Regions from separate parts of the Anas platyrhynchos genome. Here region 2 is linked to region 1. The links are chromatin contacts, called in public Hi-C maps. All regions are on one chromosome and are shown on one strand. The core of a region is the stretch at or near the end of the contact, and the rest is flanking DNA. Distances in the headings are between cores, read along the strand shown.

Evidence for each region. A called contact is a pair of places that touch in the nucleus more often than the background predicts.
Region 2: a contact with region 1 is called in a Hi-C map of small yellow follicle, with 4 times the contacts expected there. The contact joins the promoter of OPTN here to the enhancer-like site in region 1. A contact is called at or near these places in 7 of 8 Hi-C or Micro-C datasets (F1 follicle, F5 follicle, liver and 3 more).

Annotation. Positions count from the first base shown.
Region 1 is chr1:6,876,601-6,883,956 of IASCAAS_PekinDuck_T2T, forward strand. The region is part of intron 3 of CAMK1D (calcium/calmodulin dependent protein kinase ID); the gene reads left to right. Among named protein-coding and RNA genes, the nearest start is that of CCDC3, 110 kb to the right of the region's middle. Within about 2 kb of position 2,746, at least 4 of the 8 cell types and tissues checked have an H3K27ac peak or open chromatin away from gene starts, as enhancers often do. A contact at or near this core is called in F1 follicle, F5 follicle and small yellow follicle, where this site is marked.
Region 2 is chr1:7,012,942-7,020,297 of IASCAAS_PekinDuck_T2T, forward strand. OPTN (optineurin) reads left to right here and starts at 4,184. Exons shown (of 14, transcript XM_027460521.3): 1 at 4,184-4,315; 2 at 5,162-5,341; 3 at 7,118-7,320. The coding sequence starts at 5,176.

The sequences.
Region 1 (7,356 bases), core at 1,496-3,995:
GTCCCCTTTTAGGCTCACCCTTTGGTGATTTGCTCAGTGTCATGAAGGAAATCAGTGGCAGAGCAAAGCTTGAACACCGGTCTGCTGGTTGGGGCTCTTGCCATGGCCACACTCTTGTGTCCCAGGGTATCATGATGGTCCTGCAGGTCTCACACTGCCCTGCCTGTTGGCATCTGGGGCTTGGGAAGAAGAATTATGGGGTTGTGTGGGGGCTTTTGTGAGTATTAGATGTAATTAGTGCAGTAAAAGTCGTTTCTTTGCCAGCCCTGGTGTTAGTGAGGCCACATTTGGTATGGAGCAGGGGTGGGACCAGATGGACCCAGAGGTCCCTTTCCACCCCGGCCATCCTGGGACTCTGGGATGCTTTAACAGGCCACTGGAGGATAACCAAAGCACTTTGGTCCTTTCCTTAAGACCAGCATAACAGCAGTTTGCTGATTTGACTGCACCAGCTTAGGGAGACTCTGTGCCTTCCTGGCAGTGCCTTGGACTGAACGCCCTCCTTTTTATTACCATTTCTTCTGTTTTCAGCCTCAGAATTGCCATCATGCAGATAATGAGTTGCCCAGACACTTTTGCACTAATACTTGTGCATCAGCATGCAGGCTGCAAGGTGCTGGGTTGCAACAGGGGCAAAGGCTCTCCCTTGCATTATAAACACATACAAGGCACGGGTTTTTTAGGAGCTCAAACAGCATCATTCTTCAGCTAAGTGCACTGAGCTTCTAGTCCTGTGATGCTCAGATCTTGTCTGTATGAGACAGTGTCTGGAGTAGCTACCATACACATGCTTCCTACAGATATGCTGTGTGCCAGAACAAGTCTTAGTGCTCTTAACTAATTGCCCTGCTCCACAAATTGTGTCACAGCTGTGCCACATCCTTCTTCACAACCTCAGGGTCACTGCTGGTCTCACTGGCCACAAACTTGCTTCCTTGTCAAGTCCCGGGTTAACTCTGAGTGAAATCCTCCACCTCTGTAACCAGTGCAGCCCCACGGGTACATCCAGGGCTGCCTCGCTCAATATTTCCCCACTGCAGGATGCCAAAGCTGGATGCATGCAGGACACTCAGATCACTGTGCAGGGCTTGTGAGCCCCACGGTCACAGTGTCTGCTTCATTTTTGTCTCTGAGCTTTTGCAATGCACTCTCACTACCATATTAGCAAAAAAAACCCTCTGTATCCAGCTGTTTTCTCAACTCCCAGGCATTCTTAGTCTGTGTATAAATCACGCAGCCCAGGAGCACAGTGAGAGCTATATTTGCTAGATTATTGTTTGGGTTTGATCTAATCATTAGTTTAGTTTCGGCTTGGGATGGGGGAGGAACTTCTGATTTTAATTTTCACATTGGGCTTGATCTAATCACTGCTTTAGTTTTGATTTGAGGTGGAGGAGGAACTTTTGGTTTTAATTTTCACATAGCTGTGTTTATAACACATGCAAAAGATGCTAAGGAGCTAGGACTGGCACTTAAGAGTATGACTGTAGCATGAAAAAGGAAGATTAAAGCCTTATTTTTTTTTATATCACAGCTGAAATGGTGAAGTCATGCTTTTACCTGCAGAAATGCCCAGGATGTTATCAGATCTTACACCGGCCAAATGAAGTAGACAGCAAGTAAATGTAAATGGAGTCCCTATGAAATGTCCTGAGCTGTTGTGGTGGCATCTCAGAGCACGTTAGCATCATGCCCATCAGCACAAAGATTTATGTCCCCCAGAGGTGGGATAAGGTCTCAGACTGTGTGAGCTGGCTTGCACCTTGTCTGTGGCTGGCAGAAATGATGCTCTTGGGTCATCTCCTGCCACGAACCTCTCTTGAGAGCAGCAAGGCTGAGCTGGGAGGGCAGTTACAGCTGTAATCTGAAGGTGATGCAGTTTCACAGCTTAGGTTTTCGCTGTTGCTTCAGGGTTGCTCATGAATGGGATTTTATGGGGCAGTTTAAGTATGAAATGTGAGACATGGGGGAATTATATCCTGTATGGTCCCCAGGAGGTAAAGCTTAAGGGAAAACTGCATGGGGCACAGCAAAGAGCAGGAGGCAGCAAGATTTGGGGGGGGCTTTGGGATAGTCCTGTTGGATGCTTTGTGGGCTGTGGGAAATAGGGACTGTGTCCTCACTATTCACTCATTCTGCTTTGGGATGGTGCTTTCAAGGAACTGCCTTTGGGATGCTGCTCCTGAGAGGGGGATTTTCATGGTGCTCTCATGTGGGATGGGCACGAGTGTCACCCAGCACCAGCAGTATCTTCAAGCTGCTGGTCAGACCTTGAGAAGATGACCCAGGTACTTGCTGTAAGGTAGAGAGGAGGCTTTGGATGGTGCTGTATTGGGCTTCTGGATGTGGTTTCTGAAGAGCATCTGAGAGCAGCTGGTGCAGTTTTGCTCTTTTTTTTTTTTTTCTTCCCAGTAAAGATTATTTTTTGTATCAGTTATGGCTTTGTTTTTTCAACCATCAGATTCTCCAGTTTGTCATTAATTCACCTACTGAAACATTTTAGGGAAATAGACAAGGGGACGGTAACACAACCTCCTAAACAATTGAGCACGAACTGTAAGGATTTGCTTATTGGCATTGATTTGCTCTCCTGAAAATAAAATTACCATGGGGAGACTTGTGCTGATTAACGAAGAATTAGCCAGAGACTTTTGTTTTCTCTGTCAAGGCAACTCTGTGAAGTGCTGGAGTAGACAGCAGCCTTGGAGCAATAATGTAGAAGCAGATATTTACAGTCTCTCCCAAGGCCATGGGACAGACCCAGTAAAAAACAGAAGGCCTGGCAGTTGGCCAGCCTGCACTGTTAAGAGGCAGGAGCAAATAGCTACCTTTAAAAATAACAGATATAAAAAATCTTCCCTCTTTTCCTGGAGTCTTCATTGTTAGCTTGAACATGTGTCTGTTTTCATCTGCATGATTAGATTCTTGGAATTCATCTCCATGATAAATTGATGATTTCCATTAGAAACATCTCAATGGCCTGGACTAAATCAGCCACCAGTAAGGCAACAATTGAAGAATTATTAAAATAAGCCCAAGGCACATTTCTTTTCTGCAGGACATTCTGAAAACTCTCTCTCTGGTGTTTTGTGCTCTGACTTTATCTTTCAACAAATGCTTTTCCTGCAGGAGTAGACAGGGCTTATCCTTTCAGAATAAAAAGTCGGTTATTGCATGGAATAAAACCAATAGATTTGCGGCTGTGGCACCTGGTTCGGGTCTGCAGTTCTGAACGGGACTGAGCAAGCACGAGGGGTTGGCAGCATCGTCCTTTTATCTCCGTGCCCAGTTGGTTTCACTCAGTGGATTCCCATCATTTTTGGAGGCTGTCCTTTCTGCTGGCCAGTTTTGCCTGGGGCTTTGTCGGCTGCTGGTGGCACCTCATTCCTCCCATGTCCCATGGGGACACCATGGTCAGGGTCTCCTCGTGGAATTCATGAGGAATAACTGAAGAGCAGAAATAGCTCCTTGGTGGCTCACATGCTCAACTGAGGGTTTGGGGTTTGCTTTTTTTTTTTTTTTTTGCTTTTTTTTTTTTTTTTTTCTAGTATGAGGAATTAAGGCCAGATATGGGTTTTTATTTCTTATCATTATTATTTTATTTTTGTAAGAAAATGTCTCTTTTGTGCATCATAAATCTTCTCTTGGGGCCATGAGAGAGTATTTGTGCTGCCCACCCTCCAACCAAAGCACAGTAAATCAGCAGGTCCTCCTGGCCCCCAACATGCCTTATCTGTGCAAGGGGCACAGCTTGGAAATTCTCTGACAGTGGGAGAAGGCAGCTGGCAAGCTGCAATTAGATGTGGACCTTTAGTCACGAGCACTATTCCTGGCCCATCACGAACACATCCTCTGCCAGGCTTCCTGCATGGAGCTGGGAAAGAATGGGTAACACGAAAAATTGCAATGAATGGGGTAGGTGAGAGGGAAGTCTCATATGGGACAGGGTAGGGTGTGCTCGGCATTGTGGATTGCAGAGGGGTTGGAGCAGTGGGGTTTAGAGCAGTATTTTGCCATAAACTGTTTTTAACAGCTTTGGGTTGATTGTGTGTGCAGGTCATCCTTGCTCACCGTGCCCCATGTCCGCTGTCCCCTCTTTAGAGAAGATTGGTTAAGAGAGTAATCCACTTGCATACGATCTAGGGGTTTCCAAATTCAATTTCTGTTACTCCTGGTTCTTACAATGACATTACAAATGGCTTTGCAGCTCCAGTGGAAACTGAATTTACTGACTAAGGATATAATATTGCTCTAAACAGCCGCATAAGTTTTATTTAGCTGAGGCTGCATCCAAGCTGTAATAATTCAGTTTGGTCTCTACCTCAATATTGGAAAAAAATCAGTCTCCACTGTAGAAAATGGGAATATTTTAATTGAACAGTAGTGAGATAAACATCATGAGATGTAGTAAGGTGTAGGACCGAACAAATGATATTCAGAAGAGAGTGGTAATTGGAGACTCTATATTTTATTTAGTTCATTCAGTATTGAAATATGGATATTTAGTACTGGTCCGTATCTGGACCAGGCATGGCCAGATCATTACTGATGCGGATGTAAGCAAAAATTTTCAGCATGGTAACTCTCTTTTCCAAATGAAAAGCCAGAAATCAGCATCACTGTGTGTGCACTCAGCTCCTAGGCATCATTTCACAGAGGCTGTAAAAGTAGCTGCTGAATATCATTTTTTTGGGGGGAGAAACATCAGAATAAGGAAGAATGAAGTTACCAAAACCTAAAAAGAGGAAGGTTGCTCTAAAGAGCAAATATCTAAGGAGCCTGGAGTCAATGTTTAAAGGGATCCAATGATGGGTTATCAAAAATTATCATTGGAAAGAAACCCAATGTAATTAGCCAGTGCGTGTAATTAACCACTGGACAAAGCAGACAAGGGATTAGCAGTATCATCTAAGTCAAGTCTGGACACTTTGCTAAATGATAGTCTTTTGCCTGGCCAGGAGCTATGGATCTGAGGCAAAAATTGTACTGTCTTTGTTTTGTCTGAGGTCAGATTGAATTATCATAATGGCTTTAAAATCTATGAATCTGTCATATTTGATTTTAAATGAGTGAATCAAAAGACTGCCTTAATGTAGGTATGCACATTCAGGCCAAAGTTGAGTGAATAATTCGGTAATTAATTCGATGAGCACGAAGATAAGAACATGAGCATTGTTTTATTGGGTCATACCAAGGATTCATCTCTTCTAGGATTGCTCCTCAGATGACAAAGGCTTCTGCCTTAAATCCACCACCTGCTAATTCTGCTAGGTCCACATTTCTCATGCATGGTGTGAAATAATTGCTTCTATTTCCCTTTTTCATCCTCTATTCTTTTCATGATTTGGTAGAGCTCTATCGTATCTCTTCTGTCACCTCTTTTCTTTGTTAATTTGACCTCTCTTTTCATGGACATGCTGGCTACTCATTTTTTTTTCTCTGTACTTTCCTGGTTTGACTGTACTTTTCCATGATGAGGCAACCAAAGCATCTTCCAGGCTTTTTTCTAGAAAAGGTCGTCAAAGTGGGATTTATCTGAATGAACACAGAAATGGACACTTCTGTTTGACTTATTCTGAAGTGTGAACCCAGCAGCATCACACCCTAGAAGTGCCTCCTTCTTTGCATTGGCTGAAGGAGCTGAGGGCGATAGCCTCACATATAGGAGCTTATTTTGTAGACATTCTACTTTGGGTGAGATGAAATTTGTCAAAATGTTAAAGGTGTGGGTGAACCGTGGGTGTTTACAGGGAGAAAATATTTTCTCCTTTGCATTCAATTTCCTCTCAAACCTTCTGCTTGCTTTCTCATAGCCACAGACCATTTCAAGGAGCTGTCAATGATACCTCCAACATTTCTTTCCTGAACTTATAGATGCTGTACATCCTAAAGTCATGTATGCACAATGGAACGGCATCTTCCATGTATTAAGTTTAGTTACTTACAATTTTTTTTAAGAAATACTTCATTATAAGCAACTAGAATGTTGTAGTTTTCTTTACCAATTCTCTGTGCAAGGTTCTTCACACTTCCTCAAGAGCTGAAGAGCTCATAAATGATGTTTTATTGTATATAAATATAGTTGTAACTTGATAAAATGATACTTATGTAATTTAGAGTTGTGTTGGTCAGTTTGGTTTAATATTTAGCTCCATGTGTATTATTTCTAGCCACTGTTTGCAAAAAATGATTTCTGCAACAACATATCTTGCCCAGTTGACTGCATTTCTTTTTTTTTTGTTTCAAAGTATATTTTGCTTTGTTGTATTCATCTAGAAGAGAGGAACAACTCAAAGTCTATACATATAGTGCACCCTATAGAAAAAACGAAGCAAATGTAGAATTTACATGAGATAGAGGTGATAGAAGGGGCTCCAAAGCTCTATCTGTGCTGAGGCAGGTATCACAATTTTGTTTTAGCATTGGCTGTTTCCGCAGTGATGTCTCTCTGAAAATTTACTTGTGAGAAATCGTGGAAATCAGGCACAGAAGAAGAAATACACATGCAAAAACAAATTTCTATTAAGTATTATTCACGGAAAAGACGAGCAGTTTAAGCACTGGCTGAAAGTGATTTTAGTATATTTTCTGTGGTCCTATTTTTATATTTAGGACAATTCTTCCTACTGCATTCATCTTACATTTCATGATTGTTTACTGTACATTGCGTAATTTATGACATCCATTTTCTGTTACTTTGGTTCTCATAATTTTTAGGTCTGTTCTTCCTAGTTCATGCTGGCAGGACATTGAGGTTGGTTTCCACTGGAAAACAAGTCAAAAGGAAAACAAACCCAACCTATTAGTGCTGAAACCTGACCTACTTTTAAATTGCTGTCAGGTGAGGAATCTCCTCCAGATTTTAACCATCCGTTTATTTTATGGAGAACTTGAGGAATATGACGGCAGTTAGGAAGTACATTGTTCCAGACACTGGAAAACATATTTTGTGTGGTTTGTCTACAGAGCTCTACTCCTCTGTTTTCTCGAGGCAAAGTGAGAAATACTGAGGCAACAAAATCACATGCATGTAAATATATATATACAAAGAGCAGAACAATTGTACTTGGGCTGATTTGCTGGCATCCAACATACAGAAATGAATTAAAGAGGGAGTAATTGCTCCCGTAACACTAAATTTTTGAGTGATTTAATGCATATTGTGCACACTCTAATGAAATTTTTAAAAATGCTGTTGTTTTTTTCACAGTGAAACCCGTGGTGAATCTGTTTTGTGTATGGATTCACATGTGACATCAAACTATTGGACGACACATAGGGCACAGATGGAAGTCACCATCACCGAGCTTTGGTGTTTTTTTTTTGTTTGTTTGTTTTGTTTTGTTTTGTTTTGTT
Region 2 (7,356 bases), core at 2,934-5,433, 140 kb after region 1:
CCAGACTGCTGTAGTGTATATTCATGGTGTCCTGAGAAAGAAGTCAGTCTTTGGGTTACATCTGTAGAGTATGTATGGGATCCTGGCCCAAATCAGGAGTTTCCAGCAGCTAGCACGGCATCAGTCAGGAGCAAGAAGGCAACACAGACCAGAAAGACAAGAAGAGCAGAGCTAACATAAAAGAGTCAAAGGCAGCACGAGTTCCACATTATATAAGACAGACAGACAGACGGATAAAACTTAAGCCCTATGTGTATATACATAGAGATATACATAGAGAGATGTTCTTCCTACCTAAGCTTTCTGAAGTTGAAGCCTTTGTTCCAGCTATGCTAGATTCTCAGGGTTCAGCTCCTGGACAACTGCAAAAACAGCCCCCGAGCTGTTAGCCTGGGGTGATGTGAAGATAATTCAGCACAACCCTCTGCCTTTTCAGACAGAGCTAAGCTGCGTTATCTCACATTTGCTAGGGAGTAAGGATGTATACAAAGACTGTTTCCATGGCTCAGCTGCCACAAGGGAATTTCTTAAGTAACTTGACTGAATCTGAGCCCTCAGACCTGGAGCTGACCAATGCCTGTTATTGCAAACAAATGCTATGGTGTGACTTGGGGAAAGCTAGACACTTCTACACATCTGTAAGCCATGTCTGTAAATATTCACCCTCAGTGCAGTACAGGCACAGATAGATGAGCTACTTGTAATTCACTCCAGCAGTTCAGGCCATCATGGAAAGAGTTAGAATAAAGTTTCCTTTATTCACAGGTCATACATAGTACACTCCTGTGTGTTACTCATGACCTGCAGAATGGACAAACCAAATCATGACCAGAGACAGTGGTGAAAAAAAATATCTGAATAAACTATGTGGGCCCAAACAATAGCTTTCTGAGTTGTATTCCCACTATGCTGATGTGTTAAAACAGTGTTTCATGCAAACACTGTAACATTCCTTAGCTATAAAGCAGTATTTCCTTATCATTTAAAAAAATCAAACTTTATTTTTTTTCTTTTTTTCCACAAGCCTCTTTGGTTATTTATCTTCCCATTACCCCTATCTGCAAAGATTTCAGTTTCTCTTTGCCTTTTAAAAAAATGTTTCATTGCAATTAAGATCAGATTATATCACTTCTGATTCCCAAGAACCCCTAACTCTTCAAAGAATTGCAAGATACACATATTTACTGGCAGTAAAGTACATATCTAAATAATAAATTGTTCCCTCAAAACTTGGATATTTTGCTGTTTAAATAAGATCTGTTCCCAAAAATTGACATTTGGTAATAAAATCAGATCTGGGATCGCTGTGGGAACAAACAGCTATAAGAAGCATAATCAAATGGAAAATGTTTCCTTAAATTGTGCTGTCAAGTAAAACTCAGTTGGTCTTTGTTGCTCTTCTTTTGTCTTTGCTGCACACACAGTAAAGTCCTCCAGTTTGCCAGAACTTAGTCCAGAGCTCAAATAAAAAAAAGTCACAATTAGCTAGTGCTAGTATTACTGCTCCTTGTCCTCACAGAGGCTATGTTTACTGCCTCTCTCTGTCTTAAATGCTCATCTAACATATCAACCATGGATGCCGTGATGGGAGGCAGCAGTAATGCAAAGATCTCACTCCCACAAGCATAGGAGATCTCAGCGTATCTCCAAGGAGATGGATTCCCTTTCTTAGCAGTATAAGCAGAAAGCACGTGCATTATGGACTCAACACACATAAATCTACTATGAAACCTGTTCTTCACCATGTAGATGGTCCCAAATGTTTTCTGATTTTATTTCTGGGGAGACTGGTAACCTACAGCCAGGGTTTGAATGCTGACATTTCTCAGCTGATGACCTAGTAAAAGGTCATCATCTAGATGGGTCCACTGTCCACCACCCTTCTTGCCCTTGTAATAGTAAGTTTTTGGCTTACTCCACAGAAAGTCACAAACTGCACCAACCACAATGTTTAACAGACATTAATAGGCCATGTCCCTTGAGTGTGGTGAATCCCTTCCTAATCTAGTCATCTCTACAGTACCCTGTGGCAATATTTACCAAAATGTAATTATGGTCTTGTATGAAAAGCACCTCATTTTGTTCAATTTACAGCAGTTGTCTGATCATTTCTTGGGGCACTTTTTAGTTCTACTGTAATGAGAAATCTTTCCTAACCAATCCTATTGATGTTGTTTTTCTATTCCTTCAGTAAACAAGGGGAACTGGAAGTTTTAGTTAAATTTTAGGGCTATGATATTATCTGCCTTACTGAGACATGGTGGGACCATTTACTTGCCTGAAGTGCTTGGACAGATGGTTACAGGCTCTGCAGGAGAGAGAGGTGGAGAAGGAGAGGATTACATTAGTGAATGCCTAAACTACATGGAGCTTGGTTATGGTGATGAAAAAGTTGAGTTTCTTTGGCTAAGAGTCAGAAGAAAAGCTAATGAGGCAGATATTATGGTAGTAGTCTGATACAGACCACCCAACCTGGATGAAGAGGTAGATGAAATATTCTGCAAGCAACTAGCAGAAGTCTCACGATCTCTGGTCCTTGTTCTCATGGGGGATTTCAAATTCCCAGATGTCTGTTGGAAATACAGTATGACAGAGAGAAAACGGTCTAGGAGGTTCCTGAGTGTGTGGAGGATAACTTCTTGACAGAGCTGTTGAAGGAGCAAGCTAGAGGGGGTGCCCCACTTGACCTGCTGTTTGCAAACAGGGAAGGACTTGTGGGTGATGTGATGGTTGGAGGCTGTCTTGGGCACAGCGATCACAAAATATTAGAGTTTTTGATCTTTTGGTGAAGCAAGGAAGGCAGTTAGGAGAACTGCTACCTTGGCATTCCAGAAGGCAGATTTGGGCTAATTTAGAGACCTGATTGACAGAGTCCCTTGGAAGGCAGTTCTGGAAGACAAAGGAGTGCAAGAAGGCCGGACTTTCTTCAAGAATTAAATCCTGAAAGCACAGGAGCATGTCATCACAGTGCTCTGAAACTCAAGCTGGCAGGGGAGAAGACCAGCCTTGCTAAACAGAAACTCGGAAAAAAAAAAAAAAAGTTTATGAACTCTGGAGGAAGGAGCAGGCAATGCGGGACTATAGAGCTGTTGTCAAGTTGTTTAGGGAGAAAATCAGAAGCCCAGCTGGAACTCAGTTTGGCTAGGGCAGTAATAGAGAATAAAAAATGCTTTCATAAATACATCAACAACAAAAGGAAGAGGACTAAGAAGAATCTCCATCCTTCACTGGATGTGAGGGGAAACATGGTGATGAAAGATGAGGATAAGGCTGAGGTATTTAATGGCTTTTTTGCTTTTGTCTTTATTAGAGAGATCAATTGTTCCCAGGGTACACAGACATCTGAGCTGGAAGATGGTGACCAAGAGCGTGAGGAAGCCCCTGTAATCCAACATAAAAGAGCCTGCCTGATGTGGGCCAAGGCCATGGAGCTGTGAAGGACATAGAGCTCCCTTCTCCATCCCTACCCTACACATGGTTCCTAGCAGGTCCATGAGGTCCATAGCCCCATAGTGGGGGGCTGATGTGGTGGGGTGTGCTGCATCTGTCTTGCAGCATTTGGTTGCATGGGATTTGGCTGCTCTACCACCTACGAGACCTCTACCCTGACAGGAAAAACATAGAGCCCCGTGAAGCAGCACCCAAGAGAGGCCCAGGCAGATGGGGACAGGTCCTCAGAGGAGCCTGTCTTCTTCAGTAGCCCCAGTGCTGGGCTCAGCAGGATGCTCTGCCCTTGGTACACTCCCTTCTGCAGGGTATTTGGGACTGGTGCTGTTTAACATCTTTGGCGGTGACATGGACAGTGTGGGATCGAGTGTATGCTCGGCAAGTTTGCTGGCAACACTGAGCTGTGTGGTGTGGTCGACACACTGGAGGGAAGGAACCTGGAGAAGCCTGAGAGGTGGGTCTGTGTGAACATTATGAGGCTCAACAAGGCCAAGCGCAAGGTCCTGCACCTGAGAGGCTTGTCCCCCTCTGCTCTGCTCTCCTCAGCCCCCACCTGGAGCCTGCGTTCAGCTCTGGGCCCAGCACAAGGACAGGGATGGATCAGAGCGAGTCCAGAGGAGGCCACGAGGATGCTCAGAGGCTGGAGCCCCTCTGCTGTGGAGCCAGGCTGAGGGAGCTGGGGGTGCTCAGCCTGGAGAAGAGAAGGCTCCGGGGAGACCTCCAGTAACACACCCAGGCTCTCCCGACCCTCCTAGCCGGGCAGTGCCGCCCAGAGGCCGCTCGGAGCTGGGGAAATCCCTGAAGGGGGAAGGCGGAGACGGCGGCTGGCGGCGCTGAGCCGAGCCGCCATGGGCACGGCGTGAAGGGGGTGAGCGGGAACGGCGGCGGGCACGGCTGAGGCGATGGGGCCGGGAGGGGACCGCGGAGGTCGCTTGTCCCCATCGCCGGCCTCTGGCGGCCACAGCCGGTGACTCAGCGGCTCCGGGGCGGGCCTAGGGGGAAGGCAAAGGCGAGGGGAGAGCCGTGACTGGGCGCGGAGGCGGCCGCCTCAGCGCCTCCCCCGGTGAAGCGAACTGCGACGGCAAGAGAAAACGAAAGCTGGCAGGGAGGCGGCGGAAATGTAATCCCGGCGGTAAAGGGAACCGAGAGCTTTCCGAGGCCTCCCGGTAGGGCTGTGTGGGTGGACAAGGGGGGCCCCCAGCCCCAGGGAGGGTCCTGCAACCCCGGGGAGGCTGCTGGGTGCACCCTAGGGACGGGGGGAGAGGGTGAAAGGCGGCTTTGCTGCCCTTAAAGGCTTCCTAGTACGCAGGGGAGAGGATTAAAGCTTCCTTTTACGTTTTGTTACCAAAGGAAGGGGCTCCCAGAGAAGGGTTTTAGGCTGAGAGACGTCTCAACATCTCAGTGTTATTCATCCAAGATGTCTCAGGAATTAAATGCTGTATTCATCCAGCCCTCTCTTTCTGGGGGGGGGTAAATGGGATATAGAGGCTCGTGGATGTCTCAGCTTTATTCATCCACTCCTCTCTCTGAGGGGGTTAATGGGACGTAAAGACTCGTGGATGTTTTGGAGTAGTGGGGTCGGAGGGATCGGGTGGTCCCTGCATGCTGTGACTGGATGCGCAGCTCGTCTGGAGGCAATAAAAGTGTCACTGTATTTTCTTTGCAAGTAGCTGTGTGGCAAGAAATGAGAGTTTTCTCTTTACCGACCTTGTAGTGGTCGCTTCAGAGATGTCCAGCAAGGTGCAGAGCCGTCCTGCAGAAAATGGAGAGCATCCCAGGAGCAAAATGGAAAACGGGACAGACGGTGGGGCTGCCCCCACCCTCAGCACATACACACCTGAAGAGATGGTACAGCAGATGAAAGAACTGATCACTGAGAACAATGAGTTAAAAGGTGAATGTCAATGCAGATTTGTCTGGAAATGCAAAAGGAGTCCCTTCTGCATTTTTTTTTCCTTTGCCTTTGAATATGAATTCAGTGTTCATTTGCCCTTGCAGGATAACATATTCTATCTGGGTAGCATTCACTGTACAAGCAACTCTGTAAGTGGCAAGGCCAATTGATAGGATACATCAAGTTGAATCGGTATGGAAGATTAGGGGGAGAACAGCCCGATTTATGGGCTTCAGAACTTAGTTGCTTCAGAACTACACACACAGTCAATATAGCATTGTGTATTTTAGGAGGTTTTGCTCATCAGCCTTTAAGAGCTTTTTTGGTTTGTATTTTAGAATGGTTGGGCATTCACATTACAGATAGACTAACATTTTGTCATAGCTGCATCAGCAAAGTGGATAGTCCACAACATCCAGAATAGTTCTGGTTTGGATATTCTCTGAAAGGTGCTGAATCCTCTCAGGTAGCAAGGAGAATTGAAACAGACTGTTCTACACTGTGTGTAGTAACCACTTTGAAAGTTTAGATGTGGTAGCACCTTCTGTGCTTCAAAATGAAGTAGCAGTCATGGCTGGGTCTGTTTGGGAGAGACCATTAGGTTTCTCTGAAAATGCCTAGTGATTTAAGCTTTTTAGGTGAGAAAGCTTTGTGTCGCAATCCCAAAAGTTTAGGTGTTAGATACTTTTTTTTTTTTTTTTTTTTTTTTAACGGTTAGAGCAAAACCCAAGGGATTTGGGGATTTTCTGCATAAAAGGCAGAGGTACCTAACTGCTTGTATGGTAACAGAGCATGAAGTCGTGTGTCCTGTGTGCTGTGATTTTAACTCAGTGTTCAATTTCCACCTGAATCATTTTTGGACCTAGTGCAAGTTCTCTGCCTTGGAGTCTCATGAGTATCTGGCAGGAAAGTCGCTTCAAGAAGCACCTCTGGTATTCTGCTAAAAGGTCCTATGCCATATAAGATAATGTTTTAGGACCATAATTGCAGCTGCTGTAACTCATACCTTGCAAAATGGCATCAAGACATAAAGGCAGTTACAAGAATATACAATGTATGAAAGATTTTCAAGCAACTGGCTTTGAGAATGTTGCTTTAAGAAGCAAGTTTGAAATCCTTTCATTGACTTTATAAAAATACTGTAAGCATTTTGCTATAACAAGACTGGTGCTGTTACATACTGACTCACTGACTTTGTTACATAAAACTTGCCTTCCTAGTCAGGGTGAGCTGACTTTGCTGTAAGTTATCTGTTACATTTTTTTTTTCCAACATTTTTAATCAAATCTTGACTGAACGTTCAAGCAGAGTATGGTTGAACATATTTGAGACTTTCAGTTTGATATCATCTGCTTTCATGCACTATTTTACCAGCCTAGAAGAAAATCCACTTTCCCTACTGACTCACTTTCATAATCTCTGTTTGGTAGTTTCATTTGGGTTCATCATGCACATAGCACGTGCAGCAAGATAACGAGAAACTTCTTGTGAGAAACTTCATGCTTGTACTTCTTAGCTTGGAAGTAAATCAAGGAGTGAGAGCATATGGGCACGTTATTTCGGCAATGGTTTTAATAGTATTTATTAAAGTGTTAAGGAGCTGTAGTACATTTTGTTTTAGTTCACTAAGACACATGAGAAGGAGGTTTGCATTTCAAACCTAATTACTGCTTATCCCTTTGATACTGAAGAATGCTGAGCCCATGTAGAGGAAATCTGCTGTTTCATTGACATGTGTTACATTGAATCAATGACTTGTCTCTGGCTATCATTTAGAAGCCATGAAGTTGCATAACCAAGCTATGAAGGAGCGATATGAGGAACTTTCCATCTGGCGAGAGAAGCAGAAAGAAGAACGAGAATTCTACGAGACAAAGTTTAAAGAAGCAAAGCAGTGCTTGCTAGCCAAGTGCGTTGAAAATGAACAGCTACAGCAACAGCTTCAGAGCTTAAAGGAAAGAGAAGAAGGAGCAGAAATGGTAAATAAGGAAATTGTTGGATTGACACACTTTGAA